2 separate regions of the Danio rerio genome follow, and region 1 is linked to region 2. A link is a contact called in public Micro-C data. All regions are on one chromosome and are shown on one strand. Each heading gives the region's core, a stretch centred on a gene start, on an enhancer-like site or on the middle of the called end of the contact. The rest is flanking DNA. Distances are from core to core; before and after follow the strand shown.

What was found. A called contact is a pair of places that touch in the nucleus more often than the background predicts.
Region 1: a Micro-C map of caudal fin shows a contact between it and region 2, with 4 times the contacts expected there. The contact joins the promoter of gna12a here to the promoter of foxk1 in region 2. A contact is called at or near these places in 2 of 18 Hi-C or Micro-C datasets (caudal fin and an unstated tissue) and 1 of 4 datasets of contacts at active chromatin or transcription factors (embryo).

What each region holds. Positions count from the first base shown.
Region 1 is chr3:40,650,669-40,657,343 of GRCz12tu, forward strand. It overlaps gna12a (guanine nucleotide binding protein (G protein) alpha 12a), which reads left to right and starts at 4,054. Exons shown (of 4, transcript NM_001013277.2): 1 at 4,054-4,781. The coding sequence starts at 4,461.
Region 2 is chr3:39,886,482-39,892,711 of GRCz12tu, forward strand. It overlaps foxk1 (forkhead box K1), which reads right to left and starts at 1,445. Exons shown (of 9, transcript NM_199902.1): 1 at 982-1,445. The coding sequence starts at 1,388. It overlaps cyp3c4 (cytochrome P450, family 3, subfamily C, polypeptide 4), which reads right to left. Exons shown (of 13, transcript NM_001077548.1): 11 at 6,010-6,230; 12 at 5,471-5,633; 13 at 4,577-5,390. The coding sequence ends at 5,304.

The DNA of each region.
Region 1 (6,675 bases), core at 2,804-5,303, 770 kb after region 2:
AATAAACTGTTGCTATTTATATGCTAATGTTGCAAGGGCTGTTTTTCATATGGTGGTCAGTTGGAGAGAAAAAAATTAGCCTGATTTACTTTTCTGCACCTTCGGGTTTAATGGTTTAATGATGGAATGTGTTCATGGTGCCGAGATGGCCTTTTGTTTCGTATTATTTTGTGTTGATATATTATGTTTGAGAGGGTGTCGTAGACTAGACACGATTTTAGTCTTATAGTATTCTGTTGATTTTTTGACAAATTGTTTTGATAAATGTGCTTATTTAGAGATTTGTTTTAATTTTCTTTTGACATTGGCAATACGTGTCGAACTGAGCTCATACATGAGTCAATGAGCGCTTGGAAAACATGATTCAAAGGAAATGTATGAATGTAAGTGCAGGTTAACACTGCCCTCTGCTGAATGAATCGTTATTATTTGATAAACTCTTTTTTTTTTTTTTTATCCAAGCCACATGAAGGCCACATGAATAGCCTTTTTTCCGCCATAATAGACTTTATCAACAAACGCAAAATAGCAATAAAACGTTTTTAAAGTCGTTTTTTCTCTTTGCTGTCAAAAACTCTTTCATTTTTTAAAAATATATATATTTAAATAATTTTATCAAACTAAATGCTACTTTATTACATGACCTAAGATGGTCTGGTCTGAAAAGATTAGTGCTGGGTACAGATTAATCGCATCCATACAGTTGAAGTAAAATTTATTATCCCCCCTATATATTTTGTTCCCAATATCTGTTTAAAGGAGAGATTTTTTTTAACATTTCAACATTGATTTATTTTATTTTTGCCATGATGAAAGTACATAATATTTTACTAGATATTTTTCAAGGTATTAGTATTCAGCTTAAGGACAATTTAAAAGCTTAACTAGGTTAATTAGGTTAACTAAGTTATAGGCAAGTCATTGTATAGCAAAAAAAATGACATTCAAAACTTACATTGGGGGCTAATATTATTGACCTTAATATGGCTTTCAAAAAATTGAAACTGCTTTTCTTCTAGCTGACATAAAACAAATAAAACGTTCTCCTAAACAAAAAGTATTATAGGAAATACTGTGAAAGATTCCTTTCTCTGGTAAACATCATTTGGGAAATATTTGGAAGAAAAAAAAAAATCACAGGAAGGCTGGTCATTTTGACTTCCACTGTATATGTAAAACACACATAAAAACAAATCTGTACAAAAAAAAAAAAAAACTGCATAGACATTTTATTTTGTATATATAAATTGTATTACATATTTGATATATAAACACATTTTCTCAAATATTGTGTATTCATTCATTTTCCTTTGAACACCCTGATTTATCAGGAGCAGGTGCCCTTCCAGCTGCAACCCAGTACTGGGAAACACCCATACACTCTAACGTTCATATACACTCATACACTATGGCCAATTTTGTTTACCAAATTCATCTGTTCCACATGTTTTTGTCGCTGAATAGTCATTTGGAATAGGCATTCCATATAAAACCAATAGTCCTCATCTCATTACTTGAGTCACATACAAATATGTTCAACTGGTCAAAATCCATCAAGCAAGTTTTATAAATATTTTTAAATAGTTTTTTTTCCTGAAAATATCTCCTAAATCGAACAATTTAATGAATGATTAACAGACCGGCGACGCAGTGGCGCAGTAGGTAGTGCTGTCGCCTCACAGCAAGAAGGTCACTGGTTCGAGCCTCGGCTCAGTTGGCGTTTCTGTGTGGAGTTTGCATGTTCTTCCTGCATTCTTGTGGGTTTCTTCTGGGTGCTCCGGTTTCCCCCACAGTCCAAAGACATGCGGTACAGGTGAATTGTTGTAAATAAGGGTGTTTTTATTATTTTGCACAATGCTGAGAAAAAAAAAGAATGGCAAAGAGTACATGCAGTAAAAATGTGAAACGTACATTTACAATGTCTTGTACTCGGATACCTCACTAAATGCAGTGATGTCTAACTTTACTGTGGTTTTCAAATGGCTGTGCAAATAATATCTAGTCTTATCTAGTGTTGTCTTCAGCATTTGACACCAAAATCTGACTTTTTTGCATTGAAATAAATATACTGAGTAAACTATCATAATAAAAACATGACAAAGCCACTTTGACTATCTTGAGTGGTTCGAAAGAGCTACCTGCTTACTGACAAAGGTCCAGAAGTAGCCATTGAATGTTTGCCACTATATTCTCATTTTATCTATTTTGACTGCTATGTCATCATAAATTGTGGAAATAACTCATGGAAGGTTTTAAGAAAACGCACAATATGACATAAGTGAAGTCAACTTTCACTATTGACCGACTGTTGTTAAAAAAAAAAAAAAAAAACATTTTACAAGTAGCCTACCTTTTATTTTAAATCTTAAACCTTATTCTTGAGAGAAAAAAAATAACCAATGAAAAGGTCTGAAGCATTAAAAGCAGCCTAATAATTTTAATACTAATTAGGCTGTGTATAAAAATCAAAAATCAATCAAAAAGTTTTTAGGGGTAGCTTAAATAATGTGTGCTTTTTGTGTAAGGGATTCATCAGAATAAACATCAAAATCAATCCAAGGCACTCAAAAAATGTAGAAAAAAATTATAAAAAGCTTTTATTGACATAGCTGTTGCTTAAAACTGCGGCTACATCAGGTTATACCTGATGAAGTCAAATGTTATCAAAACGTGTAGGCGCAGTTTAAAAAAAAATAGCCATGTCAGTAAAAGCTTTTATTATTTTCCCCCATTTGTCGAGTGTCTTAGACTGACTTTTGCTGTTTATACTAATTAGGCTGTTGTTGTTAAATGAATTTTAAGAGAGGCTAGAAGAAAATTGTGAAGCTCTTTTTAATATTTGTTTATTATAAATCTTTAGGAAATATTTACATTTAAAGGTACATCGAAAATGGAGGATACTACAAGCTAATCCAACTACAGATAGTGATTAAAATGTCACTTATTGGAGTATTTAAATATAATTAAAAGGAAAATGAAGTAAATAACTGCAAAAAGTCCACATTTTGAGAAAAAAAACAACCCCTTTCCCCAGGACTGCAGATAAATAGATAGACAGATAGATAGACAGACAGACAGACAGGCAGACAGGCAGGCAGGCAGACAGACAGACAGACAGACAGACAGACAGACAGACAGACAGACAGACAGATAGATAGATAGATAGATAGATAGATAGATAGATAGATAGATAGATAGATAGATAGATAGATAGATAGATAGATAGATAGATAGATAGATAGATAGATAGATGAATAGATAGATAGATAGATAGATAGAGATAGATAGATAGATAGATAGAAATGCCCTTAATACATAATAATAATTATATAAATAATAATAATTATAACAATAAATAGCAACAACAACGATAATAATAATAATAATAATAATAATAATAATAATAATAATACGAAGAAGAAGAAGAAGAAGAATGTGGGACCTCTGAAATAGGGACTAATTCAACAGAAAATGAATAAATGAATAAACTAAAAATGGCCAGTTTATCAGTTTATAAGGAGTTTGTGTATCAGTGACTGGATTGATTTATTGAAGATGACCAAATCTATAGTTGTGGCCTGCTTTAGCTCTATGACAGGAAAGAAAATAAATAAATAAAGGCTAATTATATCATATGACATTCACCTGACTAAGTAATGAGGTGTGTTTGAATTTGTTTGTCATGAAGATTAAGCATTCAAGACTAAGAATGAGTATGAATTACCTTTTCAACAGCTAGGCTGGCATGTTAGTAGATTTACAGGAGTAGAAGGAGGGAATTCTCATTTGTTTTGTAAAATGTTTTATGCTTATTATTAAAGTTATCAGCACTTTTCCTCATGTAAAACTGTCACCGCCTCGCAGACAGAAGTAGATAACAGACAGACAGCCAGGGGCCACTGTGTAACAACGACATTTGTGACACGGACTGGAATCCCCCTTCATGTCCGAACAAACACCCTTCTCGCGCGCTCGCGCCCCCTGCCGGCCACGCGCTCAACAGGGGCGTCAGTCGCTCAGTCAAAGAAACTTCCCAGAACTGAGTGGAAACATCAGAAAGTCGCTCGCGCTCCTCCAGAATGAACTTTTGGGACTACCAGTATGTAAAGGAATGCGTTTTTCAGCGAATTAACATTTCCTGACCATATTTATCGCTTGATTTTTATTGTACTGTCACGAACAGTGGATTTGTTTGTATAATTTCTTTAAAGTTTTTTTAGCGGACAGCAGTGGTGGTCGCTTTGCTGTGGAAAGGATCTCTATTCAGCTTTCCTCAACAAATGCCTTTAGAATAATGGAGGAAAGTGTCCGCGGTGATTCGGTTTTACTCATTTAGTGTCTCTTTAAATTGTTAACACTTGTAGACAGATGAGCTGAGTAGATTTTATCCGAAAGATAAAGTTCTTTGGCACTTTAATGAGTAGATCAGGTGATAACTGACCGTGTTAAAGCTGGACAGGATGGCTGGCGTGGTGCGCACCCTGAGCCGGTGTTTACTGCCCGCTGAGGCCGCTCACGATGACAGGAGTACCGGGAAAGATCGCACCCGCGAGCGGGACGTGAACCGGGAGCGCGAGGCGAAGCGGCGCAGTCGCGAGATCGACTCGATGCTGAAGCGCGAGCGGCGCTCCATACGACGGCTGGTGAAGATCCTGCTGCTGGGCGCCGGAGAGAGCGGCAAGTCCACATTCCTCAAGCAGATGAGGATCATCCACGGAAAAGAGTTTGACCAGAAAGCGCTGCTCGACTTCAGGGATACCATCTTTGAGAATGTCATCAAGGTAACGATTTGTCAATCGTGACAGTTTGCTTTACTTTTTTTGTTGCTGTGGTACAGTAGTTTCTGACACCTTACTTGTCTGTTTTGTTTCTTAAAATTTTTTTTTTACTTTGCTGCGGCTTCCTTTTCATTTTGGTCTATAAATAGCCTACACAATTAGCTGATCAATAAGATAATATAGTCAATAAGTTTGACGAAACAAAAGGATAAACAATTTGTAAAAGAATGAGTTGAGTAGCCTACATAAGTATTAGACGATTAAAAATAAAAGATCTGACATGATTTCTAAAGTTTTTTATATCAATTAATAAAATATGAAATAAAACAAATAGATGATGGATGGGTAGACATTTTGAAATGCTACCTATGGAAGTTTGCACTGTTGATTAGCACTAATCCAGACATGAGCATGTCAAATTTGCTAAAATAATAATATTATATAGTAATATTATATATTTATAAACATTCTCTTTTCAGGATTGATGAACTGGTAAACTATGTCCATTGTCCAAATATTAATTCTATTATATACAACTAAACACTAGCATTTTCGTGTTTCACATATGCAGAATATGTAGATGCAATGCAAATTATGCCGTCATGATTTAGTTATTCCAAGGTCATCAAGGCCAAGTTTCCTTGCCTAAACTGGCCTGTTTCCTGTTGTGACACACTTTAGTCCGAATAAGTAAAACAAACAATGCTTCATACAAATGAAAATCTCTCTCTCTCTCTCTCTCTCTCTCTCTCTCACACACATTTTTTGCAAACAACAGTAATTAATACTTCCCCAAACTCTGTGCTTCAGCCGCCAGAAAAAGCTCACATGAACTAAAATCACATGTAGCCCACACAAACTGCTAAATAAGCTGTATCAGAAGCTGAAGTCAGTGATAAATTTTTTTTTTTAAATGTTAAAAAACTCAAACATACTGTACAGTAAACAAAACATAACTAACAACTAACAAAATACAGTGAACATGTAGAAATGCCCTGCTAACAAATAAGTTATAAATACTGAATAGCCTCTTTGAAGTGAAAGTACAGTGTTAGGTGAGATTGTTTTCAAACTGTTTTCAATGTTAAAACACAAATTTAGCAGTTACATTTACATTTCAGGAGGTGTATTACTGTTCTTGTAAACATCCTCTGAAATTCATTCACATTTTTTAGTGCTATAACTAGTAGGAAAGCATCTTCATGTCTGACTCTGTCCTCCATGCGCTCATGCTCTTTTGTTCTTCACACTTTCCGTCTCAGAAGTAATGGTACGAGAGCTGTCACTCTGGTGGCATCTTTTGAAAAAGTTACAGTACGCATTTGTAGCAAAATGGTTTACATTAGTACAGTGGCCCCTCGCTATAGCACAGTTAACTTTTCGCTGCCTCGCAGTTTTGCAAAAAAGCAAACATTAAACTCACAACACAACGGAAATGCTCCCAACCACTAGATAGCAGTGAAACACATAATACGTCTTCTTTTTTCACTTGTCGAATGGCGAGTTACACTGAAACAGTGATTATCTCTAGAAGCCACTAAAAATGTATCACAATACATTGCTGCCAAGGAGCAAGAGGCGGGTTTTACCTTAGGGCACTCATCTGCAAAGTTAGCGAAATGAACAAACACCCGTGAGATGCGCCAAAGATCTAGCTATAGAATACACAAAGCATGTCACTCGTATAGTTTTGGATGAGGAAAAGTGTAACGGTCAATATGGCGAATGAAGCCCCGCCTACTTGTACAGCAGCCAATCATTGATTGCTATAGAATGATGTTTCTCCAGGGGAGAAGCTCGGACCAGACGTGTGCTTTTATGACAGTTTGGTGGTCAACAAACACACTGGAATTTCAGTGAATACTTGCTTCACAGACACGAGAAATATATCCACGTG
Region 2 (6,230 bases), core at 195-2,694:
GTACATTCAATAATTAATTGAAAACTCAAATCATTTGAAATCACTTTGCTAAAGTTTTTCTTTTTAGTTTAAATAAATTGAATTGAAATGTTGATGAAACTCTTGAGAACTGCAATTATCAAAACTAAGACGAGTGCATTGTGATTGTGTACAAACAATGCCCACACCACTAAATGTTGTTGCTAGAGGTACTTCATTATAGTATCACCAGGTTTTTCCCTTTGTTCTTTGTCTGCTTAACATCATAAAGTGGTTACTACTGATGTGTGTCATAAATGCGGCCTGCATCTCACATCTGCCCACAAAATCAAGCGGCGGATCACGTCTCTGCTGTGCACAGTTCCTGTGGTCACAATGTGAAACATTTAACTTTTCATGTTTGTATTTTAACACATCTAGAATGCTAGCCTCTACAAAACAGACACCCAAGAGTTAAAAAAAAAAACACTATGACAACAAGGACTTTTATTTCTAACTTATAAGTCTAGATCCATTGATAAATCCAGCAATACTTGAAATTCTGTTTTTGTTTACATACCCTCGAGTTACTTGCATTTTTCCAGTGGAACTCATTCATAGTTTCAATTTATAGATATGGTAGTTGTATTGAAAGGTTGTACAACTAAACTTAAAGTAAAGTTGAGAATAACATAACATAAAAGTCATTTTAGTGAATTTCGTCTTAAACTGGTTGCCTGTCACAATTAACAATAGTAAAAACACAAAGTTTTTCATGCTGGAATACCATTGCAAAGCTGCTCCCTACTCACTAAACAGACTTTGTGAACTGCAAGGGTCTTGAAAGCAGTTTGTGACAGCTCTCGTGACTGCACTAGCATGCTTGCAGTTGAGTCGGATTATGTAGCCGCTGCATTAAGCACGTTATTTTAATCTCTTGTATGCGCTCTCTAAGTGAATAGGTACTCGCCATCTGCCCACACAAGCTAATTTGAGGTAAGAGATCTGATTTTAGTAACTTACTCCCTCGGCAGGGCAAGCGGGGGTGCGCCTCTCCTCTGGAAAACGCCGTCGACGAACACACCGTTCTTGCCGAGGCAGCGCAGGTAGAAATGCGGCTCCTCGAAGGCGATTTGCAGATGTCGCCTGGAAATGAAGCTCGAGTGGCCCATGTTGACATCCACGGAGCCGTGCGAGGAATTCCGGCCCACGGTGACCGTCCGCTGGCGCATAACGAACTCGAAGTCCCTGCCTTCCAGGCGGGCGAGGGCCTGCGACGGAGAGGAGAGGGGCATGGATGATGTGATCCCGGGCGAAGTCGAGGAGGAGAGCGTGTACACGGGCGGGATAGACACGGCCACCGGGCTACAAGGCGCAGATTTGAGGGCGAGTAAGGCTCTCGCTCCGGTATCATCCCCTAAATCAGCCATTTTGTTGAAAAACACAGAGGGGATTGCAAGCGCAACGGCTATGTGTTGGCAGGGTTCACTGTGTTGCTGTTGGTGGTGGTAGTCAAAACATGGAGACGGCGCGCGGAAAACACGTCATGGAATAGCGGACCGGAGCGTCGCGTGTTTTAATCGCTTATAAACCATTTAGTCGTTTTGAAACAGGGAATGGGGAGTGATGGGATGTCCCTGATATTTCTTGTAAGTTTAATCTGCTTTGTTTTATAAGCGTGGCAATTGCCTGATGATTCTCAACTCTCTGCTCTTTGGCAAATTAAAGGTTAATGTTGTTGCAGTTCCTGGAACCGGACGACACGTGCGTTACATGTGGCAATAAAAATGAGCTTGATTTGAAGTCCTTTGCAAGCGCGGTTGCTCGAATCGTAACTTTTACATGTCGTTTTTCGTGTGTGGTACTTCTCGGTCGATATGAAAAACATTTTGGAAGGTCAAAATAATGTGACGTGGTTGAAGAAGTGACGTCATGACGCATCGACCATTCTGAGCTCTTTCTGTTTATAAACAGAGAAAGAACAAGGCAGAGCCAAAGCCCGGATGACGGAATCCCCGGATGCTGGACTTTAGCAAGTACACAGTTAAATAAATAAAGTTGAAACTACGCGCAGTTTCACTTTTCCAACACAAGATGTCTGTCTTTACTAGTCCATCGGCTAACCTCAAAAATAAAACCATCCTCAGTGTGTGTACTGTTTATTTAAGAATGTCATACAAAGTTGTATAGACGAAGGGGTTGTGTCCCCACCAACATCCACAGGTTATTAAAATGTCCCCACTAATAATTTAATCACCTTCAAAATAAAACAATACTTAGTCGAAATTTTCCAGTCAGGCTGTGCAAGACTCAGGTGACACATGGAAAGCAGCTACATTTCAAAGAAAAGTGTCAGTCACTTGAAAGTTCGTTACAAGTCCACCATAGTAACCATGGATGTGCAATTAATAATAAAAAAAAGTGTCGATTTTGGCATCCACGACGATTATGAAAAGAAAAATCGAGAAAAAATGGTTACTGTATATGCCTCCCCCTTTCTAGAGTTCTGCATTGCTTTCTTGTCAATTTACTTTTGTACCATAATACATGCTTTATTTAATGTTGGTTTTATTACTAATTGTATTTGATTTATTTAAGTTATTTAAGATTTATTTAGTTGTCAAATTAGGTCCCCACCAATATCAAAAGCAAATCTACGCCTCTGATTTCATACAATCTCTTTTAATATATCTCTCCAACCCAAGGGTCGCATAACTTGTATTTCATGTATTTACAGTCACATACAATAAAACCTAATTCTTTTGAATATTTAATCCTTCATGGGCATTATAAAATATTTTTCGAAATATCAAACTTTAAATTAATAAATTTGACGGGATCCTGTACATGATATAAGCAAATTTGGTTTATTGGTTGTACATTAAATCAGTAGCAGGCACCATGTTTCAGTAGTGCAGCACTTCCTCCTTGTGTCATTTCATTGTTATTGCACAATACAAAAAAAAAAAAAAAAATTTTTTTTTGTTTTATTTGTATGCTTCTATTGTTTGGGTTTTGTCAAAATCTGGTTTAATTCCATGTCAGCATCTTCTTTAGAAATATTATTCCCAGGAAAAAAAAACATGGCATGTTCTCCGCTGTGTGTGTGTGTGTTTGTGTGTATATATATATATTTGTGTGTATATATATATATATATATATATATTTATATATATATATATATAAAAGCATCAAGCATTCCACAGAGCCATGTAATAAACTGATGTAATGTTCTCAAAATCTTACTACCAGCATGACTTTGAGTATCCTGCCTGTCTTCTGGAGTATTTTACAGAAACCTGTACAACATTTCTTTTGGTGTTTTTCCCATTTTAATGAGATTTATTCTGTTTTCTAATCAAATCGGTCAATGGTTTTCCTTGACATTACAGAGAAATAATGAAAAATAATGAACAGTTTCTTATCAAAAACAAGAAAACTGCTTGCTGAAAGTTGAGTCAGCAGGAAATGGAACTGAATAAATGAGCAGGATTTCCCAGAAATGTAACCAGGGTCTTGCAACAAAGTTCTTGACCCTATAAAACATTTCAAACAAAGGCCTGAAAACATTTTGGTTTAACTAACAAGTTAAATGTGAGACTTTCTCAGAACAGATTGAAAAGAGGAAAAATGTATGCCGGATTTACAGCTGGTTACATCACATTCAATGCTGAGGTCAACTGAAAATATTTAATGGTGCAACAGCTAAAACATTCTATTGTGAATAACTCCATGTATAATATCCTTTAACTGTTTTAAAGCTGCTTGTGAACAGTAATTATTCTGAAAAGCTTTATACAAGTAAACCTCAACTCAATTTATTAATTTAAAAAAAATCACAGTCATTATTATTGGCACCCTTTTATGTTTTCCCCCAATTTTTGTTTAACGGAGAGAAGATTCTTTTCAACACATTTCTAAACATATTTGTTTTAATAATTCATTTCTAATTACTGATTTATTTTATCTTTGCCATGATGACAGTAAATAATATTTTACTAGATATTTTCAAGACACTTCTGTACAGCTTAAAGTGACATTTAAAGGCTTAACTAGGTTAGTTAGGTTAACTAGGCAGGTTAGGGTAATTGGGCAAGTTATTTTATAACAATGGTTTGTTCTGTAGACTATCGAAGGAAAATATAGCTTAAAGAGGCTGATAATTTTGACCTTAAAATGTTTTTTAAAAAATTTAAAACTGCTTTCAATTTAGCCAAAATAAAACCAATTAGACTTTCTCCAGAAGAAAAAATATTATCAGACATACTGTGAAAGTTTCCTTGCTCTGTTAAACATCATTTGGCAAATATTCAAAAAAGAAAAAAAATTCTGGGGGGTGTGGGGGGGAATTCTGACTTCAACTGTATATTCTTTTAGTTGTACAGTAGTGCAAAACGTAAGGGCTATTCTATTAGAAAAACTTCCCACAGCATAAAAGGGTTTTATTTTTAAAGTTGAGTGTTATAGGCTATGGAAGCACAAGTACAGCTGTAAGTGGCGAGAAAACAAACAGCCTCATCCTGTTTAGTCTTCATTGCCAAATAAAACACAGGACACTGGACTCTGCTTTACAGGCTTTCTGTGTGCAGTGACTAACAAACTGCCCATTTACACTCAATGTATTTCACACATTGGAATATTTTATTTGCATTAATCTGATGGCATGCTAACATGTCTTTTGATTCATTACAAAAACTCAACATCTTTAATACGATACAATTATAAACATTCATGATGTAGTCTGTATCTATAACTGATTTCTTTGATTCTAAAACAGTATAAAGTATATTATTGTGTGTGAAATGAGTGGCGTAAAAGAACATAAAAGATGTTAAAATGCAATTATAATCATGTAAATAACACATAATACATTTGTCACGTTTCAGGATTGAAACAGGAACAAAAACGGGTGTAGAATCCAAGTGCAGATCTTTAATGTGAAAGTGCAGCAACAGTGACAAAATCCAAAAATCAAAGTAACAAATTAACAAAATAAACAAACAAACAAACAACTCAAACAGATTAAACTTGGACTAAACTTTAACACTAAGACAAGATACAATAGCAAGATCAAGATCAGAAACAACATACCAACAATGACAACGACCAACTGACAAACAGAGGATGAATGACTGAATATATAGTCCAGGTAATCACAGAGAACGGAGACAGCTGTGGTTGTAAATCAGTGTAGATGAGAGACCAGGTGTGTGTGCGAAAGAATGTATGGAAATGTAGTTCTAAAGCCACTGTAGTCCGCTGGGGTTGCTGGCGAACTACAGTGGCATCTTGTGGACAAACACAGTTATGACAACATTATTATACATATCTGTTTTTGACCAGAATTATTGCTTTTTATTGCAAGATCTTGGTATTAACTTGAGTGTGATGGGAACCTTCGGTTGAAATGTAACATTAATTTCTAAAGGGATCTAAAGAAAAAAAAAAGAGAAAAAAGAGGTAAAACACAGTTCATCTCACAAATATCAGTAACACCAGTCAGTGAACCAACCTGTGTCTCTTTACATGTTTCCACACTGAAGTTCTGAAGCAGCTTCACGACAAAAAGTTTCATGATCATAACAGCATATCTCATTCCAATGCAGTTTCGAGGCCCGAGTCCAAAAGGTATGAAAGCGTACTGGAGAAACTCAGACTTATTCTCCGGGCTGAACCTGTAGATATATTCAGTTAAGCCATTCTTACTTCAGTGAAATTGAATGTTTGAAGACAGCTGGCATTTGGTTGGAAAATCTGCTTTGTATAACCTCTTCCCATAATAAAACCAAACAGAAATTAAAAGACTAGCTTGTGCGTAATTTCATAAAATACACAGTGTCTAAGCATGTTTCCTTACCATTCTTAAGCTTTTATAGTAGTTGCAAATTCCAATGATGTAAGAAAAAAAACGTAATGCTTAGCCGGCTTAAATTTGGCATGCAGTTATGTAAACTGCATAAATCACCACTAGATTCAGTTGTGAGAAAAGCTGAAGTGAGAAAAATTGTGGCTATGAAAAATAATGAGTGTGTGAGAAATGACAAACATCACCTCTCCGGCCTGAACTCTCCAGGAGACTCCCAGATATCCGGGTCATGACTTAAAACATATGTAGGAATTCCAACAAGAGTCCCTTCTGGTATGGTCAAGCCATTGATCACCACCGTTTTCTTAGCGGACCTTTCTAAACGTGGGGCCGTAGGAAGGAGACGCATTGATTCATTGATGGCCATTTCCAAGTAATCCATTCTCATCAATGCATCGTATGTAAT